Regions from separate parts of the Mus musculus genome. Here regions 2, 3, 4, 5 and 6 are each linked to region 1. The links are chromatin contacts, called in public HiChIP or PLAC-seq, capture Hi-C and promoter capture Hi-C maps. All regions are on one chromosome and are shown on one strand. The core of a region is the stretch at or near the end of the contact, and the rest is flanking DNA. Distances in the headings are between cores, read along the strand shown. Region 1 holds the start of Tmem52 (transmembrane protein 52). Region 2 holds the start of Atad3a (ATPase family, AAA domain containing 3A). Region 3 holds the start of Aurkaip1 (aurora kinase A interacting protein 1). Region 4 holds the start of 1500002C15Rik (a long non-coding RNA gene). Region 5 holds the start of Plch2 (phospholipase C, eta 2). Region 6 holds the start of Rer1 (retention in endoplasmic reticulum sorting receptor 1).

Region 1 (3,933 bases), core at 1,101-3,600:
CAGACTTCGGAGATCCCAGGAGATCTCAACATAGGCCTATCAATAAACTCTGAGAACCAACATGTGGGCCTGCAGTGTGGGGCCTAAGCACCGAATGAGGTGGATGGGGACCCTGAAAGAAGTCTGACCCATACCCACCCCCCTCACATAACCCAACCCATAAAACAGTGTTCTGGCCAGTACAAGCCTCCCAGAGGGTGGGATCGTGCCAGATAACTATAGGGAGTTCACCCTGCCCCAAACCCTGGAAGACCCCTCTAGATCCGTATCACTGAGGGTAACAGTAGGCAGCGTAGGAAGCTGGGGGTTGCAGAGCCAGGGTTGAGCCTGGTTTAGACCTGGAAAGGTACAGGGGCGAGTAAGAGGGGGACAAGAGGTTCCAAAGTCCAGAAAGGTCCCTTAAGCCTCTCAACTCCTCCCAAGTCTCGGGAACCCAGATGCTCCCAAGCAAGGTGTGAGCCCGGTGTAAAGCGGGGCCCGGCCCGTGAGTCTGAGCTCAGAGTTCTCCGAAAAGGATGGATTTTGCTTTCTGCACCCCATTCCATCACCGCACGAGCTCTTCCCTCTGAAGTACAGCTTGTTGAAAGCTTTCTCTCGGAGCACATCCAGCCTGCCTGCCTGCCTGCCTGCCTTGCCTGCCTGTGCAGCATACGAACTTTGCCACCCAGTGGGGACAAGCTACTGAGAGAGCCTTCCCAGCCCTCCTGGGCCCGGCAGGGCAATGGGGGTGATGACATCTATCTGGGTCACTGTACTCATGAAAGCCCTTAGTGCCCCTGATGCCTTATACCCTGTCATGGCCCTTAACTGAGCCAGCCATTTTGCAGGAATCCTGCTCATCGACCTTGTAGGTAGCAGGCCCAGGCCTTTGGCTTCCCTGACGGTAGCTGACCACTTCTCAAACCCTTGACATGATTCCAGACCAGATGAGTGGACAAATCTAGAGAAGGCACTACCCTAGGCAGGCCACTTCCTTCTGATCCCAGACCAATATAACCCAGGTCCTCTGCAAGAGCAGATCCTTCCCTTTTCTGGACTCCAGACTTGGGTCCCAGCCTCGCACTGCACTTTTGACATCTACTCTTCCTATTGCTGGCCCTACGGTACCAAGCACAGCCACGACACAGCAAAGGACAGAAACAGCATGGGAACTAAGCTCATTGACCTGGCAGAGAGGGTCTTTGAGAGGCAAGGCACAGGTCTCAAGTGCATAGGACAGCTGTAGAACTCCTACCCACTGAGGGAAAAGCCAAAGATACATGCAGGTATGTGCACAGTGAAGAAATGAAGGCAGGACAGAGGGCTGGTACACCTCCTATCCTCCCTTAGCCAGCCTGGTTGTGCTGACCACCTGCTGCAATTTGATCACTAGTGTTCTAATAGCCCCTAGTAGTGGGGGGCAGAGCAGCCGGCCCAGCTCTTAGCCTGGAGGGAGGACTATTAAGGAGATTCCCCCGAGAAGCAGCAGCCACTTCCGGAGAAGAAGCAGGCATTCCAGGTTGAGCAAGGAGTGGTCAACGAATGCGATCTTTAAAGCCAAATGTTTTTTTTTGGAAAGTGGTCTGTCTGCAGTGGTTTAGTAGTCCAGAGCCAGGGGCCAAATGGGCCATTCCCCGGAGGTATCCCTACAGAGGATCCATAGCAAAGGTCCTTGAATGATGACCTAGAAGGCCCAGCACGGGCTGGAGAGATGGCTCAGTGGGTAAGAGCACTGACTGTTCTTCCAGAGGTCCTGAGTTCAAATCCCTGCAACCACACTGTGGCTCACAACCATCATAATGATATCTGATGCCCTCCCTCTCCTGGAGTGTCAGAAGGCAGCTACAGTGTACTTACATGTAATAAATAAATAAATAAATGGAAGGCCCAGCATATTAATGGTGTAGATCCCCACCCCTTTTTAACCTAGCCAATTGTGAAGTGTGAGGGTGGATTCTACTTTTCCCGAGAGGCCACAACCCAGTGCAGTCCTGACCACAAGTTTCAGGAGACCTGGTTTGGGGATGGGGATGGGGAAAATAGGAGATACAGGTGGCTGGCTGAGGCATCAGTCAGATATATGACGGACAGACCCATGTCCCATGCCCAGAGAGAATACTGCTCTATTCCCTCTTAGGGCTCCCACTGAAAGATCTTGATCCTTGATGACACAGAGGGAAAGGTGTGTGTGTGTGTGTGTGTGTGTGTGTGTGTGTGTGTGAGCGCGCGTGCAAGTGCTCTCAAACTTCTACTAGAAAAAAAAAGAGCAACAAAAAACGGAGAGCAAGGAGGGACGCATACCAAGGTGGGCGTGACCCTGGACCTTCAGCTGACAAGGCCCAGGGGCGGGGCCTCATAAAGCTGAGCCGGTGTTGGACTGAGTTTCGCTCTGTCTAAGGAACATGGCCCCGGGGCCGTCAGCCACACAGGGGATCCTGCTGCTGCTGCCTCTCCTGCCTCTGTCCCAGGTGGGTTGGGCCTCATTCGCAGCGGGTTTAAGGCAAGAGGGGCGGCCCTGAGTTCGGTCCCGCCCTGCTCAGGCTCACCCTTGTCCCTACAGGTGACGCTGGGTTCCGCGGACCGCAACTGTGACCCCTCGGATCAGTAAGTAGCTGGGGGCCAAGGGGAGAGGCAGAACTTGGACCGTGCTGGGAAAGGCTGGAGCGGTGGAGTGAGCTAGCAGATACCTCACCTGCTTCAGGTGCCGCTGTCCCCGCAGGTGCCCGCCCCAGGCCCGCTGGAGCAGCCTATGGCATGTGGGGTAAGTGGAATCCACCATGCCAACCCTCTGGTCCAACAGTTCCTCTGAAGTTAGACCATGGCTAGGACCTCCACAATCCCTTCTGCCTCACCTGCTGCATCTGCTGCCCCCAACTCCCTCGACGCTGTCTGAAGAGCCCTTGAGCCCTAGGCAGCCTTGGAAACCAGACCCGATTATCCTCAGCAGAAGGCACAAGGACTGTGCAGTTGCCTGGGGACAGTGTGTCCTGGGAGTGAACCCAAGGCCATCCCTGGCCAGCACTGGAGAGCCAAGCTAGGACTGGCCCCAGCTGGAAGAGACCAGTGCAGGCGGCTCCTCGGGCCTGAATCCAGCTGAGGAAGTGTCTGGCATGGAAAGACTTCTCTTACTTTCTTTTCACCTGCCGGTTATCCTGTTTTGGGTAGTTAGGCATGACTGGCCCCCGAGTGCAGGTGCCCAGTAACAGGAGGCCAGTCCCGCGGTAGATCCTTGCTCTTCCTTACCAGGCTCATCCTGCTCGCCATACTCCTGATGCTTTTGTGTGGGGTCACAGCCAGCTGTGTACGATTCTGCTGCCTCAGGAAGCAGACGCACACCCAGTCACACACGCCAGCGGCGTGGCAGCCCTGTGACGGGACAGTCATCCCAGTGGACAGTGATAGCCCCGCACACAGCACTGTGACCTGTGAGTGTCTGGAACCCACTAGCCTGCATGGGGGCTTGGGGGCTGAGGACACCGTGGGGTGAATGCCAAGCCATCTTGATAAACCCACTCTTGTTCCCTGCAGCCTACAGTTCCGTGCAGTACCCACTGGGCATGCGGCTGCCCCTGTACTTTGGAGAGCCAGACCCTGACTCCATGGTCCCTCCCACCTACAGCCTCTATGCGTCTGAGCTGCCACCCTCCTACGATGAAGTTGTGAAGATGATAAAAGCCAGGGAGGAAGTGGCAGCTCCCTCTGAGAAAACCAACTCTCTGCCTGAGGCCTTGGAGCCAGAGACCACTGGAGGGCCCCAGGAGCCAGGCCCCAGTGCCCAGCGGCCCTAGTCAAGCCCGCTTGAAAAGGGTGGGAGTTCTCTCTTCTGGAGCCATTAAACCATTGCCTGGATTCCTGGCACTTAGGACCAAGGAGCCCCACCTGTGTCATCCTTCCCCTGGGAAGGCCAGCCATCCAGCACATTGCTGCGGACGCGGCCTCGTTGCTATGCAATGC
Region 2 (4,567 bases), core at 1,618-4,117, 290 kb after region 1:
GACTTTCTTATATTTTTGAAGTCTTCAAAGTCAGCTGCAATTTCTTCATGTTACTTTCAAATGTCACAATCATGTCGTTAGCCAGAGCTTTACGACTGTTAGTGGTATGATTATGGGGAGGGAAAATGGCCTAAGACAGGAGGCAACATGGCATGAGCATTCCACAGGTTTAGATGAGCACGGCTGATGTCCTGACATTTGGGATCAATTTAGACAGAACATGCAGTTTGGCATGAACTCGACCAATGAGCAACAGTGTCAGAGCTTGGGAAGGACCTTCCAAGACAATCTTGCCCTAGACTCTCTTGTCTTCAGTGACCAGGACAGAAGACAAAAGAACTCACACCTGAGCAGAGAGAGAGCAGCAAGGCACAGCCCTACACCAATTCAGAGAGTCAGCTGCGAGGCCAAGTGCTGAGCAGGTTATCACAATGGCCTCTGATACACTGTCTCTCTCTGACAGGACAGGGCTGGGGACAGAAGCACTCTTTGGGGTCTCATCCCAGCACAGTAGGCAGGAATGGAGGTAGCACAGTCCAACAAAACTGGGGCCAACCTCCAGCTCCTGTTTCTTCTTCATGTGGCTTTGGCAAGCTGAGCTAACTTCTCTGAGTCCATTTTCTTGTAAAGTGAGTCAGAATAGGTAAACCTCAGCACAGGTTTAGTGCCCACCTGAGACTGCCCTACAAGAAAAGGGCACAGACCTAGACAGCCCATGAGGGCATGCAGAACCCATGGAATTTGTTGCTGGCCCAGAAAAGAGAGCTCTGTTAAAGCATAGTAGAGGCCAGGGCACTGAACCTAGATAGCGCATGCTCTGGGCAAGCCCTCCAGGACTGCCAGGACAAGCGCCTGAAGAGCAATTTACATGCAAGAGTAGTCAGGATGTAGCTGAGGGTTGGAACTACTGTTCTCCATAGTCTATACAACAGCCTGCATTAGTGAGACTAATAGCCAAGATTCAATTCTGAAACTCTAGGTGTGTCTAGAGAGTGATCTCCCCAACCCAGGAGTTACCGAGAGTTGTCCCCTACGTAACAGTGTAACAGGACACGGGATCATCTGCCAAGTCTTCTAATACTGGAAATGCCTTGAAAACCAGCCACTTTTCCTCATTTCAACCCAATCACTGAGATTATCTAGCAAACACAATAGATTATTTACAAAATTACTAGCTCTGCTGGACCTCAAGAGACAGGTGACCCTGGACCTCAATCTGAAGGCTCTGAATGTCTATATGGAGATTTGAGTCTGTGGGGCTCAAGAGACCATTGCCAAAAGTGGACAGGATCTCACAGTGTACCCCAACTAGCCTGGAACTTACTGTACAGAGCAGTCCAGCTTCAAACTCAGAGATCTGTCTGTCTCTGCCTCCCAAGTATTGGAATTAAAGGCATGAGCTCAAGACTTTTTTTTTTCCTACAAGAGCAGAGAATTGACTCACCAAGTGCCAGACTCTCTCTCAGAGGGTCTGCATATTATACCTATTTAAATTAGGGCTTCCCTATAGGATCTTTTGAAAAACAGAACACCCGCATAAACACAAAATTGAGAATGGAAACATCCTTCAATAAGTATTCATTCAACAAAGCTGACATTTCAGGCTTTTAAAAAATTTTTTATGTATTTGAGTTTTTGCCTGCATATAAGTATGTATATGTCTGGTACCCTTAGAAGCCAGAGGAGTCCTTGGATGCCCTGAAACTGGGGTTACAGAAGGTTTTGAGCTGTCATATAGGTGCACAGAATTGAACACAGGTCCACTACAATAGCAACAAGTGCTCTTAGCCTTTCAGCCATCTCTGCAGCCCCCTGCAGGCTCTTAAAAATATTTCAACTAGCTAGGCATAGTGACACACGCCTCAGGAGGCCGTGGCAGGTGGAGCTGTGATTTCTCTGACAGCCTGGTCTACAGGAGTCTCAGCCAGGGCTGCACAGTCTTTATAAAAACAAGAACAAACAAAGCAAAATAATCAAAAAAATCCACCTTACATTACACTTTGGCACAAACTGTCAACATCAAAACAAAAATGTGTCATTTGTTGGGAAAAGTCCTGGCCTTTGGGATCCATCAATGCTAAAATCTGTCTCAGAGAGGATCAACCTTTACGGACACCCTCACCTCACGTTCCACAGTGGAATGCTATCATCCAATAGTAAACACGACATCTACTCTCTCCTTTTTAAGTGAGAGATTGCTATTAACTACCACAACACAGGATCGCCTGACCTGGCTATGACTTTTGGCCTGCACCACGTGGAGGCAGCTAGAAAGCCCAACAGTAAAGTAGGTAAGGCCAACATTGGCACAGGGTCTCTCCTACGACCTACGTGTTGACAGCTACAAGTGCAAGAGGGTGGCAGGATCGGGGTCTCCCCCAATGCAGGACGGCTATGACCAAATGTCCCATAAGCGGCCATTCAGGTCACCTGAAAGGTACGGCTGCGAACGACCACTGTGCTGCTAAGACGTCAAGAGGACCAAAGTCCTAAGGGCAGCAGCTAGTGCCTCCGAGAGAAACCTCCCATTTCCCAGGGCCTCGGCCCGCCAAGCCCAGCCCGCGCACTCACGCGAGTGCTCCAACTCGCGAGCCGCTTTGGCCGCACGTTCCAGGCCCGTCGGGTCGAAGTTGCTCCATTTGTCCTTGGGCGATGGCCGGTCTCCCGCCCCGCGGTCACCGCCGCCCTCCGCCCCGGGTTGAGCGGGCGGCAAGGGCAGCGGAGGCCCTGTGCCTTCGCCCTTGGGGCCCTTGATGCCGAAGAGCCACGACATGGTCTGCAAGCTCCGCGCGCCCTCGGCGGACCGTACCGGAGCGTGACTCGCGAGGCTCCTCGCAGTCACCACGCGCCGCGGGCGCGACTCACTGCGCAGGCGCGAGCCACACCCCTTCCTTCTGGACGACGGAAACCTAGGAGGGTCAAGACGTTCTCAGCCGCCGGATTGGCCGCTGACATAGGGACGCCAGTGGCGTCGGTGGCACGATTTGCCCAGCTTTCTAAGGAGGCGGAACTGGACAGAGCTCCTGGACCAGGCAAATAGGAGCAAAGTTTTCGAGGTGGGTGTGCCTTCATCCTAGAAAACTTTTTTTTTTTTTTTTTTTTTTTTAAGCAAAGGTGCTATTCCTCTGGGGTCGTTCTGTACCTGTCGCTATAGGCATTTATGGAGACGCCCCAGCCACAGAGCCCACAGACGATCAGAGACACTGGACTCACACCACGGAGGGTCAGAACTCTTCTGCTGTGAATCCTACCCAAAGAACAGAAGAGGAAGGGAAAACCTGAAGGTGCTGTGGGTCTCCCGGAGCTAATTTTTTCCGGACTTGAGATGCCTCAGGTCACTGCAACTAAGGGCGAAGTAATCGGGGTGAGACCTCCAGCCGGGAGGACTAGAGAAGGGGTCCCTGGCGCCCCTCGACCGGCCGGGCACCCCTGCTGTGACCCCACGCTTTCTCGGAGCCGGATTCATGTATATCTGTGGCTGCTTTGAGCGTCTCCAGGCCAGCGGCTCCTACAGCCAAGCGTGCATAAGAATAAGAGAGTTACTTAGGTCAGAGACTTGGGCGCCTCTGACAAACAATCCTGCACCATTCTGCTACGATTGCTCAGGCGGTGTTTTGAGCCCGATCCTCTTTGGTGTTTTGGCAACCCACGGCGGCTATTGGCATGCTGCTGCTTTGCAGTACAAGCCAGAAAGCCAAGCCGACTCCCAGAGCCTGCAGAGGGTACATTACACTCAGGAGCTACTTAGAGTGAGGGCTGGTGCTCCAGGCTTGTGCTTGTTAGCCAGTGAGCGCTCCTTGGGAGCCTGCTGAGCCAGGTGCCTGCTCTGGACCTAGGGTTGACCTAACCTTTGGGCAAGTGGAAGGTAGCATGGACAGTGGCAGTTGTCACTAGGAACCCACATTTACCAAAGTCAGCGTCTTGGGTCCAGGCATCTTTCATAAAACCGGTTGAGTTCACAGAATTGTTTGGACTGTTTTTTAACACTGGACAAAAGGCAATTTTAAATGATAAAAAAGGAAGTTGAAGGTATGTTATTAGTCGTATTTATTTTTTATAAAACTTTAATTTTTTAAAATCTTACTATTAATGATAGTTCTTGAGTGCTGTAACCTTCCTTATAGCCCACCACCCATCAGAGATAGTGGAAAAAGGATATGGGGGAGGTAGACCTGTTTAGAAATGGTTCTTTGGAACAACTCCTGTCTATGTTGTCTGAAAATCAACAGTTCATTTCCCAGGTTAACAGCAGCAGCTCCATCCATTCCCATACACTTCACAAACACACTAACAGTCCAGTTCGATAGTCTGGATAACAAACATGAATCAGCAGTGGTGACACAACCTAACGGAGACAGCCAAGCCACCGCCTCTGTAGGAGGGACCAAGAGGAATGCCAAGAGAAGTTCTCAACTAGGCCTCTCTCTTTGCAACAAAGATCAGCAAAGATGTGTTGTACAGCTAGCTCAATAAGCAAGTCTAGCTCTGCTTCCATCACTGTCCATCACTGTCCAGTGTTTCTTGATATAAGGTTTCTTTGAGCTCTGACACTCCTGGAACTTAAGCT
Region 3 (3,938 bases), core at 963-3,462, 360 kb after region 1:
AAATGGTCGGTGTTCAACAAGCTTCACAGCTGTGCTAGCGTTAGGATGAGACGGACGCGCAGGCTCAAGTTTAAGTTAAGCATCAGGCTTAAGTTAAGCAGCTACCCTGACTGGCACAAACCAGTCAGCATTTGGCTTCTGTGGCTCAATTCTAGGGTTCCTCAACCTAGGCTGTAACAGGCAGGCCCCAGGGTGGGGCCACCTCTGGCCATTCACACTTTTAAATTCATCTTTATACTCTAAAGAAAACAATTTACACAGACTCTCCCCCCAAATCTTCTACCAGTGAGTGATCTTTCTTTCTTTCTTTCTTTCTTTCTTTCTTTCTTTCTTCCTTCCTTCCTTCCTTCCTTCCTTCCTTCCTTCCTTCCTTCCTTCCTTCCTTCCTTCCTTCCTTCCTTCCTTCCTTCCTTTCTTTCTTTCTTTCTTTCTTTCTTTCTTTCTTTCTTTCTTTCTTTCTTTCTTTCTTTCTTTCTTTCGGGTTCTTTCTGATTGGGAACAAACGAAAATCCCACGGAAGAATAGGAAGTACTCTTAACCACCAAGCCATCTCTTCAGCCCCAGCAGTGCTTTTTTTCTTAGGTTTTTATGAAGGATTAACCTTTGCAATTCCAGATCTGCCTTGGCAAGGTTAGTTTACAGTAGCAATACAATGTCATGGTGTCATGGCTATGTGTCTGTGTTTTATTGCCACCATGGCCAAGCAGCTACCCTGCCCTGGTTGGGCATGTTCTGTTTTGGCCTGGAGCCTGTTTGAGATACAGGGGGTCTTTTGGTTTTTTGAGACAGGGTTTCTCTGTGTAGCCCTGGCTGTCCTAGAATTCAATCTGTAGACCAGGCTGGCCTTGCAACTCAAAAGAGATCCATCTGACTCTGTTTCCCAAGTGCTGGGATTAAAGGCGTGGGCCACCACCACCCAGGAAAGTATAGGGATCTTAACAAGGTTGGCTTTACTCACCTCCTGGAAGACTAGAAACTTGCTAGTTCCCGGGATTGTGTAAGGAGGATGCTTTGCTTGGTCTCTTTCCAAAACTTGTTTCCACTTGCCCTTTCTCTTATTGTCCCTGACTCTACAAAGACCTGTCCCGATACGGGTTGTTGTGAACATGACCATTTCTCTGATGGATTTATTTACTTTTATTCATCTCCTTGAACCTTTAGTTATGCAATCCAAGGAGAAACACATCAAATAAAAGCTGGCCATGTTGAGGACTGGGAGCACCAAGGTGAGGGCTGGAATCTAGAGACTCCATTTGCCTTTTGTGGCTAAACCCAGGGTGAGAGTCTGAACTAAAGACAGACTAAAATGCATAAACCTTCCTGTTTGGGCTAGCGCAGTGGTTAAGTGCTTGCCACATAAACCCGACAACTTGAATGAGATCCCTGGAATTCACTTCCTTAAATGTGGAAGAAGAGAAATGACTCCATGTGTGCTGTGGCATATGCAGGTGCACATTGTGCCTCCCCTCTCGAAACATCATTAGAAAAGACAAATATCTCCAGCATCCCCTCTCGAAGGTAGGGTACACGCAACATCACTTTGTGACCTCAGTTACACAGCTGGGACGACAGCCTGCAATTTCTGCCCTCTTATTGGTTTATGTAACTTTAGCTAGGTTAATGCCTGAGAATGAGATATTTGGCCACTTTGTGTTAAGAATCCACAGAAATCCCTCATGCGAGGCATACGTAGTTTCTCAAATGAAGGAGAACCCTAGTCTTGCACCCCTGTCCATCGGAGCCAGCAGGACTTTCTGGTCCACACTGAGGTGCAGTGGATTGCTAGGCTCTTGCCAAGGAAAGCAGCAGCCGTATTCTGAAGAAGCTGCTTTTAAGTTTTGGGATAAAAATTAACGTGTGTGTGAGGATATTTAAATTTTTCCTCAGGGGGCTGGTGAGATGGCTCAGTGGGTAAGAGCACCCGACTGCTCTTCCGAAGGTCCGAAGTTCAAATCCCAGCAACCACATGGTGGCTCACAACCATCCGTAATGAGATCTGACTCCCTCTTCTGGAGTGTCTGAAGACAGCTACAGTGTACTTATATATAATAAAAAATAAATAAATCTTTAAAAAAAATTTTTTTTTCCTCAGGGCACACTAAAGAAATTAGGACTTTTTTCACTTGAGATTAGCGGCAGGGTAGGACCGCGGAGCAGGAACAGGGCGGAGTTTCTGAGGCCTCAAGAAGCAGAGCGCCCCATTCTGCAGCCAGCCTATCCCACAGGACTATTAAACGACCTGCCGCCCTAACAGGAGGAGCGCCACTTGTCACTTCCGCAGTCCTACGGTCCATGGCGGTACCCGGAGGCTAACCGGCTTGGGAGAGACGAAAGGAAAAAAATATATATATATATACTGTAAAGTCCGCGTGCACGCAGAGAGCACTCTCCGGGATTGTGGTGGGTGTCGGGTGTGGGCACTTTTTACCCGGAACGTTGTTGCTGCTGGACAACAGCGGCAGGGGAAGCGTCCCCTCCAACCGGAAGCGATCGCCTTCGGGCACGCAAGGATCGAGTTAGCGCAGAGCCGGGCACCAGAGGGCGCTGCGTAGGACCAGGGACCGGAAGTGGTCGAGGTCAGAGGCGACCTGATCGGTCCTAACTTCCGGGATTCGGTGGGCCTGTTGCGGGGCTCAGATGATGAGCGGCGGCGGAGCTCGCTTGGCCTGCGTCTGTTTGGTGCGTGCGAGCGTCGATATCGTCCTGCGCTGTGGGTTTCGCTGCCTGAGCGGGAACCGTGGGTGGGCGGCTTACAGCGACCACGCTGGTGGAGAGAAGTAGGGACAGGATTTGCGCTCAGAGCGACTTTTGAAGATGTCTCCTTATCGCGGGTCAGGGGGACCCAGGGTGATGGGATATGCGAGGCCTGCGGCCGAGAGCACTGCCCGTCGCCGCTGCGTGACCTCAGCTGGTTCCTGTGTTCTAGCTTTGAGCGCTGCCGCCGGACCAACTGCTCACCATGTTCCTGGCGCGCCTGACTTCACGGCTGGCCAGGACTGTTGTTCCCTGGGCAGGTAAGACGCCCCTGGACGCGGAATCCACACCTGACTTGGGGATGGGAATCATCGCGGCCCAGCTCGCCTTCAGTAGTCTCCTGTCGCTACTGGGAATAAGAGCCTGGGCACAAACCTTTTCCTGCGAGCTTGCATGTAGTATGTAGGAGCACATCACAACTCCAGACGGAAGGATAAGGGGCAGGCCTTACCATTTGGGTCTACATGTTGCCCTAGCCTGGGTAGTAGTGGTGTTCTGATCTGCTGTGATGGCACTAGTAGCAACTGTGTTGTTTCCCCAGGTTTCAGTCGTTCCTGCCCTGGCTCCGGGGTGATTGGCAGCTATGCTTTTCGACCCCTTTACAGTTTGCAGCCTGCAAGCCCAAGTCGGGCTGCCTCCCTCCCTGGTAAGAGGACCCAGTCAGAGCTTGAGGAGTTCCTGGTCCCCAGGAAGATGGCCATCAGTCCTCTAGAGAGCTGGCTGACTGCTCAATACTTATTGCCCAGACGGAATGTCGAGGTCCCAGTGACTCTGGCTCCCTCCCAGTTCTACGAATGTCCACCTAGGCAGGGGGAGGAGGAAGCCCAGCAGGGAGTCAGGGAAGCCTGGGATGCCACTCCAGTGCAGTGCAAAAACGTGCTGAAGATCCGAAGGCGAAAGATGAACCACCACAAGTACCGTAAACTGGTCAAAAGGACCCGGTTTCTACGTCGCAAGGTCCGGGAAGGACGTTTGAAGAAGAAGCAGGTGAATATGGGCACTCCCTTGGACCTAGACTGACAGTGGTTAAAAGAGGCTTTGCTCGTTATAATAAGTTGGTTGTCTCCTCTGCCCTTGCAGATCAAATTTGAGAAAGACTTGAAGCGCATCTGGCTTAAGGCAGGCCTGAAGGAAGCCCCTGAGAACTGGCAGACCCCGAAGATCTACCTGAAGAACAAATAATC
Region 4 (4,120 bases), core at 148-2,647, 270 kb after region 1:
ACAACCAGGAGAAGAACCAATAGGTGTCTGGAGGGTGGAGGCCAGATGTGAAGTTGATGCTGCAGTGCACAAAGCATAGTCAGCATTCACACTGGACGACTGTAGGAAAATGCATGCCGGTATCTGTGTGCCTCACTTCACTCATTGCAGATTTGGGATAGCACTGGTTGATGAGGCTTTCATGTACCTACGACGCCTGAGAACAGAACCTGAGTTCCAGCCTTGGGGTCCAGGCCTCCCTTTGAATCTAGCCGTCCCACTCCCAATATGGGGTACTCCTATGATATGTTGTATATGTCTGGTAGGAACAGGCTGTGAGGGAGCTATCCTGAAGCCTGGGTCCCTGCAGAAGTGAAGATCAGTGGAGGGCAGGGTCAGGGAAGGCGCGTCACAATGCCCGGGTTCACTCAAGGCCGTGCTTTTCCCAGATCCAGCACACTGAGGACATGGAGAATGAAATCGACGAGCTGCTGCAGGAGTTCGAGGAGAAGAGTGGCCGGGCCTTTCTGCATACTGTCTGCTTCTACTGAGCCTCCTGTGCTCGGTGCATGGCCTGCCCTGCACAGCCACCTTTGTTGAAGCCACTTTTTCAGTGTGTTTTCCTTTCAGATATTTGTTTTTACTGCTAGGTGTACATCATCAATGTACTGTACATATGGAATGAGACGTACGCAGAAATGCCAGATTCAAATCCATTGTTTTTAACCAAAAGAAATAAAGATGGTTTACTCTACAGCCTACAGCAAGTGTCTGTTGTTGGCCCTTTTCTCTCCACTGCTGAATTGTACAGAAACCTAAATAAAGCAACAGGCTGTCTTATTAAGGGGAAAAAAAACCTTGGAATTGCCACAAAATAGGTGCTGCTAGAAGTCTTTGGTTTGTCCTGAATTCCTGGCCTGACTCCCTGCTGAGGAAGAGACTACTCGGCCATTGAGTCCAACCCTGTGATAAACCTGAGAGCACCCTTCTGAGAAGTAGGGCCGGACCCTGGTGCCTTAACAGCTCAGGGCCTGTGTGAGCTGATATAACTGAACTCCTGTTGGAACCTTCAGATACAGTGGGGTCTGGACTTGGGGGGCTGGAGGTCAGCTGTCCTCTTCCTGCTTTCCAACACAGGGCAGGGTTGGTTCTTCTGTTGTCAGCTCTGTGGCCAGCACAGGGCTTGGGACTCAATCCCAGCATGACCGGCAGCCACAAGAGGATCATAGACGCTGGCAGCTGTTCCAGCACCCCTTCCTCCTCAGAAATCGCCTAGTCTTTCCCACAACTGCCACGATCTTTATGGCATACTTGGCCCATTCCGCATCGCATCCGTATCGCCTACCCTCCTGCCCTCCTACCTCTGCTCATGTAGTCATTAGTCCCTGGTTCCTCTGACTTTCCAGGCCCCTCCTCTGATGGCACTTTCTTGCTGGAGGAGGCGGGTGCTGACACTTCCTGTCCCTCTCTGGAACCCGGAGAACCAGAAGGAGGGGCCTTACTTGGGGAAGTAGAGCAGAAACGACCACCTGGTCCAGGCCAAGGCCCAGTCCAGCGCGGCACTGGGCAGGGAGACCGGAGCCAAGGCTGATGACATGGGGCACAATGTGGAGCCGAGGCCGGAGGGGAGGGGTCTCGGGCTGCGTCACAGGGACAGGAGTGGAGAACCTCGCCCCTGGATGCTGGCGCGGGGCGGCGAAGTCCCTCCCCGGAGGCGGAGGCAGGAGGAGGAGGGAGGAGATAGTGAAGAAGAAAAGGAGGGAGGGAGAAGCCTGGAGGAGGGAAGAGGGAGGAGGGAGGGGGCCGCCGCGCAGACCGCAGGGAGCCGGGCGCAGGGAGCACCGGAGGGCGGAGCGGAGGGCTGCCAGCAACGGGCGACAGGCGAGCGACCCCACGTCAGCCCCCACATCTCGGCTGCCTGTGCCCGCGCCTGCCCCCGGGGTCCGCGGCGGCCCGGCGCGCGAGCGCTGACCTCTGCGGAGGCGGCGCGGGCTAAGCATCGGGCCGGGGCCGGGAGGGGCACCGGGGCCGGGGGGCGGCGCTCCGGCCCGGCCCGGCCCCGCCCGATGTCCATGAGTGCGAACACCATGATCTTCATGATTCTGGGGGCGTCGATCGTGATGGTGAGCGGAGGGGCTTCCCGCGCGCGCCCCCTGCTTCTGCCGCCCGCCCGCGCGCGCGCCTACCCCACCTCGCTTCCTTGTTTACCGGCCCGTGCGGCCTGCGCTGCCCTCGCTGCGATCTTGCGCTGCCCTCGCCCTGGTTGCCCTGCGTTTCCCCACCCACCCACCCACCCCTGCAGTCTAGTACTCCCCCTTGGCACCCCTTTCGGCCCGGCCCACTCCTCGCCCTGACCGGTCATGGGCTCTTCCAGGCCATCGCGTGCTTGATGGACATGAACGCGCTGCTGGACCGATTCCATAACTACATCCTCCCGCACCTGCGGGGCGAGGACCGCGTCTGCCACTGCAACTGTGGCCGGTGAGTGCGCCCCGGCTCTAGGCACTACACGCGTGATCACACTTGTGCAGCGGGCCCCACTTGGCCGGTGAGCCCGGAGCAGGCTGGGCCGCAGAGCCTGGCTGGATGATGGGGGCCGCTTCTGCCCGCCAGGTGCTGGGGGAGGGGTGGCTAACGGGAACCCTAGGTCAGCCAGCCGCTCCCTGGGAAAGGAAGCATGACTGAGTCTGTTAGGAACTCCTTCCTCCAGTTCCTTTAGAGAAAAGGCTGCCTGGTGGTGGCATTATGGGCCAAGGAGCCTCCTGGTCCAGGGCCCGGAGGCCTGAGAGCAGCATCCTTGAGTAGTGTCCACAGTGGAAGCCAGGAAGCTGGTTAAGCCTGGGGCAGTAGTCTTGCCTCCGACCCAAGTCTTCCTCCTGGGCCTACTGTGGCCATGGCAGGCAAGAGCAGGAGGTCAAGATAGGAAGGGCCTACCTTGAGGAACACCTGCCACAACTGATGACTATTGTGCAGGGGAGGAGCTGAAGTAGCTACGCTGGGGTTTGCTCAAGGTCACAATGAGACCCACCACACCCTTCAGGGACCTCCCCTTCTGTGCATGTGTAGTGATGAAGTCTTCTGGCCTTGCATGTTTGTATGTCCATGTATGAAATAAACATCTTCTCATGAGCCGCGCATGTGTGTACTGTCTGTGCATATACATGTGCGTACACAGCGCACTCGAACATCCGCATGCACTCATTCCAGAGATGCCCTCATGCGATAACCGTTGTCCCTACTGTTCAGACTGGGAGGAAGTGGATGGAGGCTTTACAGAGTAGACTTCCCCAAGGTTACACAACTAGGAAAGAATAGGGCTAGAATCCCAGAACCTCAGTTTCTTATCCCACCCTATGTTTCGGCTCCAGAGGTGTTCCTTCACACGGGGGTATAGGGTATGTCTTGACAGTTGCATATATCCTAAGTGCATACATGGCTGTGGGTACAGGCAAGTGTGTTGCAGATCATGGACGTTACAGTAAGTAGAAGGTGGATATACAGGACCCTCACATGCATTGGACATGGTAGGAAAATTTGCTGCGTGGTCACACATTCCTAGAGAGCCCTGTGCTCCAGCTTGGTGCACACCATCTGTCTATCTGATACATCAGAGGGCTCAGAAAAGACATGAGGTTAGCGCTCCTGTTCCCAGGCCATGTCTGTAGGTGAGTTCTGAAGCCTTTCCAAGATAGTATGTGCATACTGGGCCCAGCCACTGGGGCCGTGAACACTGGGAATAGGTGCTACATACGGGACTATTGTAAGGTGGTGGTTGATGAAGTGCTGTTCATGACAGCACACTGAATGTTCACCAGAGCACAGAGGGTGTGTTCTTAGAGTATATTTACACAGTTTATACATGTCTATCTCATGTAGCATCCCAAGTACCTGTGGACCCATGTAAACAGACACCTGTAGAGTGGAACCTGAAGTAAGGCTTGTGTGTGCAAAAATGTGGAGAGCCACATCATGTAGACAGTGTTTCTGCGTGTGTCTCTCTACATGTATGTGCTTTGTACACAACTCTACATACATGGTATGTAAATTCGTTGTACAAAGCACTTTTGTATATTGATTACATATACGTGTATGCAAAGTACACGTATATAAAACAATATACATTTCAGTGTGCTCAGGGAGA
Region 5 (4,480 bases), core at 1,933-4,432, 460 kb before region 1:
TCCTCACAGAGATGCAGACCACAGGTGGCCAGTGTCTCCTTCTGGGCACCAGATGTCCCCTGTTCTGTCTTTTGCCTTTCTCAAGCTCTCTGGCATGAGTGTGGCAGTCAAAGAGATGGGCTCCAGCTTGGTCCAGGGACCAACATTTCACCTATTCCTCTCTGCACTGAGTTCTGTACCCACTGGGCCTCCAGGGGTGGTCAAGATGGAAAGCTGAAAACGTTCTTATTCCTCAGTTTATTCTTCCAGTTACTTGGGGGAGGGCCCTGGGGAGGAGGGGGAGGGAGCTCCATGGCTCATCAATGCTCAGCTACCAGGAAATAGACTGTTTTGCCATCTCCTTGTCAAGGTTCTCCCTGGATGATCAACTCCTGGCTAGGCACCAGGCTCTGCCTGTGTAGCCTGGAGGCAACTCCCTCAGGCCCAAGGCAGAGCCAGTCTACACTGGCTCCAGGAGCCAGCAGAAGCCACCTGCTCTAGGATGACTTCACCTTGGGACTCTTTCTCACATGGGCCCTCCAGGGTCCTATCAGAGCAACTGTCTCCTGGGACTCCATAGTGGTACCCTTGGTAACTGCTGGGCTGAAGCCTACCCTGGCACACCTGGTCCTGCTGTTGGCAAAGCCAGAGGGACCTTAGAACTTTGCTTCTCACAGCATGTAAGACTCTGGTGTCTCTCCGAGAGGGGCCCCCGACTCATCCTCTCCAACTCTGACTCTCCACTCCACGAGAACTATGCAACTTGAACGACCCCTGCAAACCACATCAAGTGCTCTGGCCCACACGGCCTTGGACTCCCAGCCTGCCTTCAGTGCTCCTGACTGTGTAGGCTTCTGTGGTTTCAGGACAGACTCGTCCCCCTTGGCTGGTCTGATAGCTCTTTATCCCTCTCTGCCCTCTGCATTTGATATGGGGCAATGCACTAAGATATCCAGTCTCCATGGAGTCCCAGAACTCAGCTGGGCAAGGGCCATCTGACCTTGTTCCAGAGCTCACTGCAGAAACCCCAGACCACTAAAGTCTAAGGATGACCAGCACAGCATCTCAGCAGGGTCTTAACCCTGTGTCATTGTCTACTCTGGAGGCTGCCCTGTCCTGTGCTCCCAGGTCCGTGCCTACCCACCCCCTCCCCTGGGTTGCTGACTTACTCTTGGCTTTCTCGTTCTTGCGGGAGGGACGCCATCGGAGGCAGGAGCGGTGCTCATCCAGGTAGTAGAAGCGGACCAATCCCTTGGAGCTGCCACGGAGCTTCACCATCTGGGTCCCCTCTTGCATGGCACTCATGCATCGCTCCACTAGACACAGGTGGACACGCAACAGAGACAGACAGACAGACAGACAGACAGACAGATAGACAGAAGCTATGAGAGCCCTGGTAATTTCACCTCACTCCCAAGGGCCTGTGTGGTCCTGTCCAAACATGAGACAGACAGGTTACCACCCCTTCTCTGCTGGACGCAGGCCCACTGGAGGTGGGTTGAGGCACCAGGGAAGACATTCGGCACTGGCCTGTCCCCTGACACCTGGGCCAGTCCAAGAAACCACTGAGATCCTAAGTGGCCTTTGCTCAGACTGCCAAATAGTCAGAGACAAAGACCAAAGCCCAGACCACTGTACAGGGAGCTCCCAGAAATGGGCACAAGGTGGACCTAGGCACCATGCACCAAACCTGGCAGCTAGCCTGTGCCATGGGCCACTCCTGACAGCCTACTGACCCTTCTGTGGCATCACCAGGAACATCACCTGTCTCATGAGCAGCCAAGTCAGCGAGAAACCCTATAGAAAGGCACAGAGCTGGGAGGCTGAGGTGCTGGGTTCAAGTCCATAGCTTATTCCTCTCCCCTTGAGCCACCTGCCACCTCCTTTGTCAACTTCTGTCCCAGGGGAAGGACTTCAGGCCAGACCCAAGCCTATCTATGCCTAGGAAACCCAGGAGCCAGGGGGACAAATCTCCTGAGTGCCAGCAATGAAACATCAGCAGACAGGAGGTGCAGAAAACCACAGTGGTGCCAGGTCAGATGGCTTTCTGGAGGAAGCTCTTACTGGCCATAAGCAGAGGGGAACTGTAGGCATGGGGTGGAAAGTCAAGGTAGATAGGGCTCTCTAGGGGACACAGCCAGTGGGGACACAAGCGTGGTTGCTTAGTGCATTTGAGGTAGCGTTTGGGGACAGAGACTACTCTAGAACCCTGATGTGGTTCTAGAGTTAAGCCACTGAATGTGCACCTTCTGCTGCTGGAGCAAGGAGCAGCAAGTGAACCAGGCATCCCTGACCAGGGCCTCCGCCACTCCACACACTGAACCCTTCTACTGGCCACCCAACAGCCCTTTCCTTCTGTCCAGTGCTTCACAGTACAGGGCCTCCCTGACACCATCTAGAGACCATTGTGTCTACACCTGCATGCCTCCATAGCTACACTGAAGGTATTGTTGCCCCACAAAATTCCAAGGACCCCCCTCAGAAAGAGCTCTGAAGCCACATGAGCCACCCCCATACCCCCAGCACATTCAACCAGGGCTTTCTGGCTCCAGTTCTGCCTTGCCTTCTTCCCACTTGGAGTTCACCCTCCAAGCTCTGCTAAGGAGGTGGACAGGATTTCTGGCTGGGGGCAAAGAGGCAATGTTTCTGGGCCTGGAGATCCCAGAGGAAGAAGCAAAGGAATTGGGATGTTGGTGTGGCGAAGGAAGGATCCCAGGCCCCAGAGGCAGCCCTAACTTCCATAGGAAGCTATGCATCCTGTGGCCCCATAGGGCTTGGCCAGTCCCTAGGAGGGACTTGGTTTTTGCCCTTTCTTACCTACAAGGCTGAGCTGCCATCTTGGTGACACTACCACGCTCCCTCCAACCCAGAGGAGTACCTCTGCCAGGCAAGCCACGGCTCCTGTGGTCTGGCTGGCAGCAGACGGCTGGGGACCAGGCATATCCAAGCCGTAGTCCCCCAAGCCAAAAGGGACCCTCAGCGACAGGCCAAGCTGAGGTGTCAGCTGGCACAGGGGCTCCTCAGGGATCCCCTTCTCTCCTCTACCTCTTCGTCTTCCTCCTTGGAGCCCACTGAAGCCCCGCAAGGGCTGTTCCCAGGTCCCACTGGCATTGACCCAACTGCTGCCTGCGGCCCTGGATGGTCCCCAGGCCAGTCCGCCCATCCTCTAGAACCTCCAGGCCTATTTGAAGAAGATGAATGCCAGGGGTGGGGGAGCTGCCAAGCCTCACCCTGCCATCCTTGGCCAATCCGCCCAGTAATCCTGCTGGATTCAGCCCAGCTGGACAAAGGATTTAGGCCAGGGGAGGGCCCAGCTGCCAGCTCAGAGCAGGCTGCTTCATGAGCCACCAGACTCATGTTTGAGGCTGAGGCAAGGTAACAGGTTAGGCATGGGACCCTCCTGGGACATAAAACAGTGCTTACAAGACCAGGAGTGAGGGCCTCTGTGAGGACACTGCCCCCCAGGAGAGTCTGTCTGTCCACAGGTGTGGTCCTACATGAGGCTGTCTTCCTAACCCTGCCCATCCAGAGCTGGTATCTGTGTCTTTGTTTTGAGCTCTCACTTCCTGCTACTTGAAATCCTTGTACGTATAAGGACTTCCAACTTGATCCCCACTGTGTGGTAGTGAGCTGGTCCACAGATGGGACAAAAAAAGCAGACGCATGCTGTCCCAAACCCCAGGGCCAAGAACCCAGTCCCCTTTGGCTGGAGGCCAGAGCTAAGCCAGCGCAGGGCCAGCTAAGGCTAGGCAAGACAGGACAGACCTTTCTACTTTGACATCCAGTATGGGAAGGAGAATGTAGGTTCCCTGAGCCTTGTGCAGATTCCACTCCAAATCCCAGCCCTTCCCCACCCCCCAGCTGCCTTCTTCCCATGCCCAACAGAACCAAAGCTGTGGGGATATCCCACTACCCAGGGCACATTATCACTGTACTCTGCACCCAAGGCTGGACATATCCGGGTATCCAGATCTCTCATGACAGTCTCCTGACCCAGAGAGGACCCTGATCATCTGCCAGGACACCGGCCACCACTCCACACCAGCCTATGGGGCCACTGAGCATCTAAGACGTGCTCATCACTGCATTCAACTTTGCATGGTTTACTCAGGGCAAGCAGAGACAGGAGAGATGGTTAAGAAAGGGAGGTGGGGTTTCATCTCAGCTTCACCGCCTCTGGATCACGGCACCCCAGCTTCCTCCCTAACCAGGCTTCTGTTTCTGGCAAGGGACAGCTCATCCTGGGAGTCCTTGCCGGGGGAGGGGGGACTCCACATCCAATAGCCACATCACCCTGCTTCACAAAGTAGCCTGGGTACCCCTGTCCAGCCCACCCTCTTGACCCTGGCCTGCCTGTTCATGTGTCCTGGACAACAGGAAGCTCAGCCAGAAGGAATCAGGACCCACTGGGCCAGATCCAATATAATCAACTCACAGCCAAACCCAGGACCCAATTAGGAGCCTTGGCCAGAGGCCTTGCTGGCTGGAGGTGGACAGGCAG
Region 6 (4,455 bases), core at 303-2,802, 380 kb before region 1:
TAAAGGTCAGAGAGGCCCTCCATGCTGTCCACAATGACCACCGTTTCCACGTTTCCATGTCACGTCACTGTTTGCATTTTCTGTAACAACTGTTTTCCAATCCCTTTCTAGTAATCTCTCAATCTCCTCTCACCGGAATGCACGCTCCTCCCTGAGGGACCTTGATTTGTTTTAGGATGGGCCTCACGACCTACAGTGCTTGTCACATATCTACTGAAATTGCTCTATGCTCTGTCACAAAAAAAAAAAAAACAAGACAAAAACTGTTCTAAGGGGGACAAGTACCACACACAGAACATTACCCCCGTGTTCTGGAGCCCATCATTTGTCTAGTTTCTGCAATCCATCACTCCTAAATTAGTAATACACCACAGAGAAGAAAGCGCTCTGCACAGCATCTGGGGGTCGCTGCCTCTTGCACCTGCATGCCTCAAGAGTTGTTCCCTGTCAACCCTTCCAGACCCTGCCCCTCTGAGTCCTTCCCTCTCTGGGCCCCTCTCACCTTTGGGGGTGGGGTGGGAAATGATCATCTTGGATCATCCCCAGCCCTTTCTCTATGTTCTACCTCCACCGCAACCAGTTCCCCAACACACAACCTGGATCTAAGGGGCTGAGTATGGGTTTACTGATGCTCTTCTGAGCACCTTAATGAGGGTTAAAAAAAAAAAAAAAACTCACATCAAAAAAACAGGCAGTTCCAAGACGTATAACTAGTCTCTAAGTCTTCCCCCCGCCCCCAACAGGGTTGCTCCATGTAGACCAGGCTAGCCTCAAACTCACAGCCTCTGCCTCACATAAAGGCGTGCACCACCACCTCCTGGATAGTATCTGTTATTAAGAACTAAGAAAGAAAAGCCACTGGGGGTTCTCAATGTGGAAGTATGAAGCCCTCTTGCACTGATACCCTGCTAAGGGAGACAATGTAGCCTTATCTGCTCCACGCTGGAAGTACAGCCTGGAGGGCTGGACATTTTACTGCCTTAATGTCACCATATAATCTAGACCCATTTAACCAGCACCCCTTCGATCCATTCAGTAACTGTCTTCGCGCTCGGGCTTAATTCCTACACGTGTGCCCCGAAACTGAACACGGTAGTGGGGTAGCAAGAGGACACCTAACACATGCCGCCTGGATCTGTGCAGGCAACAACAGGCCACCTTCCTCCACGACCTGGGGCCGGGGGGTCGGGGCGGCGCGCGAGCCGCGGCGGGCAGCGCTCAGCAGTCCCCTCGCGCACCCCTCTCGGAGATCGGCCCGCCCCTGGCAACCCCTCGCCAGGCTCAAAGGCGCTGCCCGGCCCCGCCCGCCCGCCGCCCGCCGGCTCGCCCGTGGCCTTGACAGCCCAGAGGAAGGCGGTGGTGTGCCGCCCGACCAGGTCCGCGCCACCAGCCCACCCCCAGCACCTCGCAGCTCCGGTGCAGCCGAGCCGCGGTCTCCCTCACGGCTGCGGAAGGAGGATGGCGGGCAGGGCGGCCGCCAGAGCTCGGCTCCGGATCCGGGAAGCTGCACAGGCACTTCCGTTCCGTCCCGCGGCGCCTCCAGCCGCCAAGATGGCCGCGGGGCGGGGCCCAAGCTCCAACCATTTCCGCTTCCGGTATGGACGCAGAGGCCGTTGGCGGGAGCGCTTCCCGGCGGAAGGACGGGGTTGGCGGAAACGTGCCGTGGTGCACAGGCGCATTGACGTCCTCAGGCTCCGGATCCGGCGCCGCTGCTTCGGATGTTATGGTCTCCTGGCCACGCCCCATGGCAACCGGAGGCCAATGGAAGGCAGCTTTATGGTTGCTAGGGAAACTTTGGCGGCAAGATGGAGGCAGCTGGCGATCCCTACCAGGCTTCGCTCCAGCCGCGTCGGCACTCGCCGAGACTGCCGCCGCGAAACGGTACGGGCTGCGTCTCCCCGCTGGAGCTCCGTCGCGTTCGCGTGCTCCACAGGCGTGGTCCAGGCTGCAGGCTCACGGCCAGCCGACCCTGCGTCAGGGGGGGCAGGTAGAGCTGAGGTCAGGCTGGCTGGGTGAGCACACGAGGTTCGCCCAATGCAGTCTGATGAAAAGTTGTTCTAAAACCGGAGAAACAGGATCGATATGAGGTCAGAGTCCATGCTAGTGCCACTGTCTTCCCGTCCCAGGCTGCGACTTGCTGGCAAGAAAGCAGTGGGGTTGCTTATCCATCTCAGGAACTGAGAGATGGGTGTTGGGTGTGATGTCTCAGAGCTGGCTGCGTGATAAAAGATGAGGCAGCCAGGAGTAATTAGGAGTGAGTGTGGATTTTTGTCCCGTGGGGACAGGAGGATAGTGACGGTCCTGGCAGGGTGGGCTCTTTGCTGTATCCTCACGGAGCTTGTTGACTGCTTCCGTGCCCTCACCGCCTCCTCTTAAAGAGCCTACAATCAGCTTTTGTCTTAGCCCTCCTCTGGCCAGGCCTGCCTTTCCCTCAGTACTATCCATGTAACAAAACCCAAGCAAGGGAGAGGGAGCACCCATCTTGAGCAATTAACCATCCTGTCATGTTCAAGAGACTGATGAGAAATGACCTGCAGACTACTCCAGACCCTGAGCTGCCCCATCTCTGTGTCTGTTGATGGCAAACCATTGCTATGTTCATCTTCTTTTCCGAACACAGGCTATGGCGTATATGTATACCCAAATTCTTTCTTCCGCTATGAAGGAGAATGGAAGGGAGGCAAGAAACACGGTAAGAAGCCTGTGATCATTGCAGAGCTCATTCCAGAGCCAGATTCCTGAGAAAAGGTGTGGGAGGCAGTCAGTCTTGTACCAAGCATAGCCTGGTACTGCGCCTGCACACTGGGACTACCACTTGGACCCAGTCATGGTGGAACCAATGTAAGACCAATTCTTGTAGGCTTGGAGGTCATCACATGCTGGTGGGTGGTGGAACTATTGGTGGGAGGGAAAGAGTGGGGCAGTAGACCCAGAGTGTCACACACAAACACCATCATGGCGTCCTGCATGCTTGTTATTGGACATCCAGGCCTCTAATCATCAGCCTTAGTGTCTCTGTATTCAAAAAAAAAAAAAAAAAAAAAAAAGGTAAACATGGGCACGAAAGAACCCTGTTCTCTCGTGTCTGTGAGCATTCCAGTTTATAGAATATACCACCAGACAAAGGCCAGGCGATGTGGAGGTTTTGCTGTGAGACATTATTGAATCTGTTGATTCCTGGGGAAAGGCAGCTGTGTTCTTAATAGGCTGCCTCCTGTTGCCTCTCTTACAACATGGAGGCTCTGCTGTGTTTTCCCAAGCTAGAGTTAATGGAAGCGAGGTATCAGGCTTTGTTTCTAATAAGAAAGAAATCAACTCCGGAGGCAGAGGCAGGGGGATCTCTTCAGTTCAGGGCCAGTCTTTTTTTTTTTTTTTTTAAGATTTATTTATTTATTATATATAAGTACACTGTAGCTGTCTTCAGACACACCAGAAGACGGTGTCAGATCTCGTTACAGATGGTTGTGAGCCACCATGTGGTTGCTGGGATTTGAACTCCGGACCTTTGGAAGAGCAGTTGGGTGCTCTTACCCACTGAGCCATCTCACCAGCCCAGGGCCAGTCTTAATACAGAGTGAGTTTCAAGACAGCCAGAGCTACATAGAGAAACCTTGTCTCAGAAAGCCAAAAAGTAGAAAGAAAGAAAGAAAGAAAGAAAGAAAGAAAGAAAGAAAGAAAGAACCAGATTTTTAGGAAACCTTGGCAATAGAGGGAAAAAGTACAAAATGAGCATGCCCTGGAATGGTCCTTGCATAGACACACACACACAGAGACACACGCACCAAAGAAGTACTGAGTCTAGACTTTCCGTTGTCTAGACTCTACCTGCTCCATAAACAAGAAGGTTCATCGTATCTGCTGGCTATCAGAATCTTTCTCATTTTCTTTTATGTATCTTTTTGTTGTTTTGGTTTAGGTTTTTGAGACACCGTCTTGCTAGATATATAGCCCAGGCTGGCCTTGAACCTGTAATCCTTTTGCTTTGGCCTCCAAAATGCACCACTGCACCCAGCCTTTACCAATATTGTCTTAATAATTTGTTGTTGTTGTTTTCTTGTGACCCCAGAGCCTGTACGAATGAGGCAAGTGCCTCACTGGCAGGCTGTATTCTTAGCATCTTTCAGCTTTTGCTTGGTGTTTTTATCACAACGATGTTTCTCATTTTTTCACCACCATTAAGGATTTGTCTTCTGTAAGCAGGCACTGTTGTCAGAGCTACTTGAAGAGTCACCCACTTTTAAGAATGTGTTCTCCAGGGGCCAGAAAGATGGCTCAAAAGAGTGCTTGCTGCTCTTGCAGAGGACCAGAGTTCAGTTCCCAGCACCTACATCAGGTAGCTCACAAAAACCCATAACTCTAGCTCCAGGGAACCTGACACCAACCTCCGGTCTCCATGGGCATTGTCGTGCATGGGCACACACGCATGTGTCCTTTGTCCTCGTGTGGATGGAGGAC

Evidence for each region. Promoter capture Hi-C pulls out the DNA fragments that hold promoters and counts their contacts. HiChIP or PLAC-seq counts read pairs in DNA pulled down with a chosen protein or histone mark. Capture Hi-C pulls out chosen DNA fragments and counts their contacts.
Region 2: an H3K27ac HiChIP or PLAC-seq map of embryonic stem cells shows a contact between it and region 1, with 8 read pairs. The contact joins the promoter of Atad3a here to the promoter of Tmem52 in region 1. A contact is called at or near these places in 2 of 39 promoter capture datasets (hippocampal neurons and liver), 6 of 484 Hi-C or Micro-C datasets (B cells, double positive thymocytes, embryonic stem cells and 2 more), 6 of 115 datasets of contacts at active chromatin or transcription factors (all in embryonic stem cells) and 4 of 9 other capture datasets (adipose tissue, embryonic stem cells, liver and 1 more).
Region 3: a promoter capture Hi-C map of stem cell-derived epiblast-like cells shows a contact between it and region 1, with 2.1 times the contacts expected there. The contact joins the promoter of Aurkaip1 here to the promoter of Tmem52 in region 1. A contact is called at or near these places in 1 of 39 promoter capture datasets (stem cell-derived epiblast-like cells) and 2 of 9 other capture datasets (adipose tissue and pancreatic islet).
Region 4: an H3K27ac HiChIP or PLAC-seq map of embryonic stem cells shows a contact between it and region 1, with 5 read pairs. The contact joins the promoter of 1500002C15Rik here to the promoter of Tmem52 in region 1. A contact is called at or near these places in 8 of 39 promoter capture datasets (the 3T3-L1 cell line, cranial neural crest, embryonic stem cells and 5 more), 1 of 115 datasets of contacts at active chromatin or transcription factors (embryonic stem cells) and 3 of 9 other capture datasets (embryonic stem cells, liver and pancreatic islet).
Region 5: a contact with region 1 is called in a capture Hi-C map of macrophages, with 5 times the contacts expected there. The contact joins the promoter of Plch2 here to the promoter of Tmem52 in region 1. A contact is called at or near these places in 1 of 39 promoter capture datasets (pre-B cells), 1 of 115 datasets of contacts at active chromatin or transcription factors (bone marrow-derived macrophages) and 1 of 9 other capture datasets (macrophages).
Region 6: a contact with region 1 is called in an H3K4me3 HiChIP or PLAC-seq map of bone marrow-derived macrophages, with 2.1 times the contacts expected there. The contact joins the promoter of Rer1 here to the promoter of Tmem52 in region 1. A contact is called at or near these places in 3 of 39 promoter capture datasets (the C10 cell line, cranial neural crest and hippocampal neurons), 2 of 484 Hi-C or Micro-C datasets (both in cerebellum), 3 of 115 datasets of contacts at active chromatin or transcription factors (bone marrow-derived macrophages, double positive thymocytes and embryonic stem cells) and 1 of 9 other capture datasets (adipose tissue).

What each region holds. Positions count from the first base shown.
Region 1 is chr4:155,466,764-155,470,696 of GRCm38.p6, forward strand. It overlaps Tmem52 (transmembrane protein 52), which reads left to right and starts at 2,351. Exons shown (of 5, transcript NM_001253856.1): 1 at 2,351-2,447; 2 at 2,540-2,583; 3 at 2,699-2,740; 4 at 3,226-3,404; 5 at 3,508-3,933. The coding sequence starts at 2,382. The coding sequence ends at 3,767. Cfap74 (cilia and flagella associated protein 74) reads left to right here. Exons shown (of 39, transcript NM_001368738.1): 39 at 1-60.
Region 2 is chr4:155,758,231-155,762,797 of GRCm38.p6, forward strand. Atad3a (ATPase family, AAA domain containing 3A) reads right to left here and starts at 2,868. Exons shown (of 16, transcript NM_179203.3): 1 at 2,572-2,868. The coding sequence starts at 2,773. It overlaps Atad3aos (ATPase family, AAA domain containing 3A, opposite strand), which reads left to right and starts at 2,962. Exons shown (of 3, transcript NR_027972.1): 1 at 2,962-3,056; 2 at 3,155-3,547.
Region 3 is chr4:155,829,057-155,832,994 of GRCm38.p6, forward strand. Aurkaip1 (aurora kinase A interacting protein 1) reads left to right here and starts at 2,213. Exons shown (of 4, transcript NM_025338.4): 1 at 2,213-2,679; 2 at 2,927-3,014; 3 at 3,296-3,741; 4 at 3,835-3,938. The coding sequence starts at 2,960. The coding sequence ends at 3,936.
Region 4 is chr4:155,733,045-155,737,164 of GRCm38.p6, forward strand. 1500002C15Rik (a long non-coding RNA gene) reads right to left here and starts at 1,398. Exons shown (of 2, transcript XR_001784583.2): 1 at 1,341-1,398. It overlaps Ssu72 (Ssu72 RNA polymerase II CTD phosphatase homolog (yeast)), which reads left to right. Exons shown (of 5, transcript NM_026899.3): 5 at 429-835. The coding sequence ends at 530. It overlaps Tmem240 (transmembrane protein 240), which reads left to right and starts at 1,760. Exons shown (of 4, transcript NM_001101506.1): 1 at 1,760-2,102; 2 at 2,354-2,460. The coding sequence starts at 2,046.
Region 5 is chr4:155,007,843-155,012,322 of GRCm38.p6, forward strand. It overlaps Plch2 (phospholipase C, eta 2), which reads right to left and starts at 3,183. Exons shown (of 22, transcript NM_001113360.3): 1 at 2,797-3,183; 2 at 1,149-1,295. The coding sequence starts at 3,142.
Region 6 is chr4:155,084,801-155,089,255 of GRCm38.p6, forward strand. Rer1 (retention in endoplasmic reticulum sorting receptor 1) reads right to left here and starts at 1,553. Exons shown (of 7, transcript NM_026395.2): 1 at 1,405-1,553. Morn1 (MORN repeat containing 1) reads left to right here and starts at 1,777. Exons shown (of 14, transcript NM_001081100.1): 1 at 1,777-1,881; 2 at 2,621-2,692. The coding sequence starts at 1,806.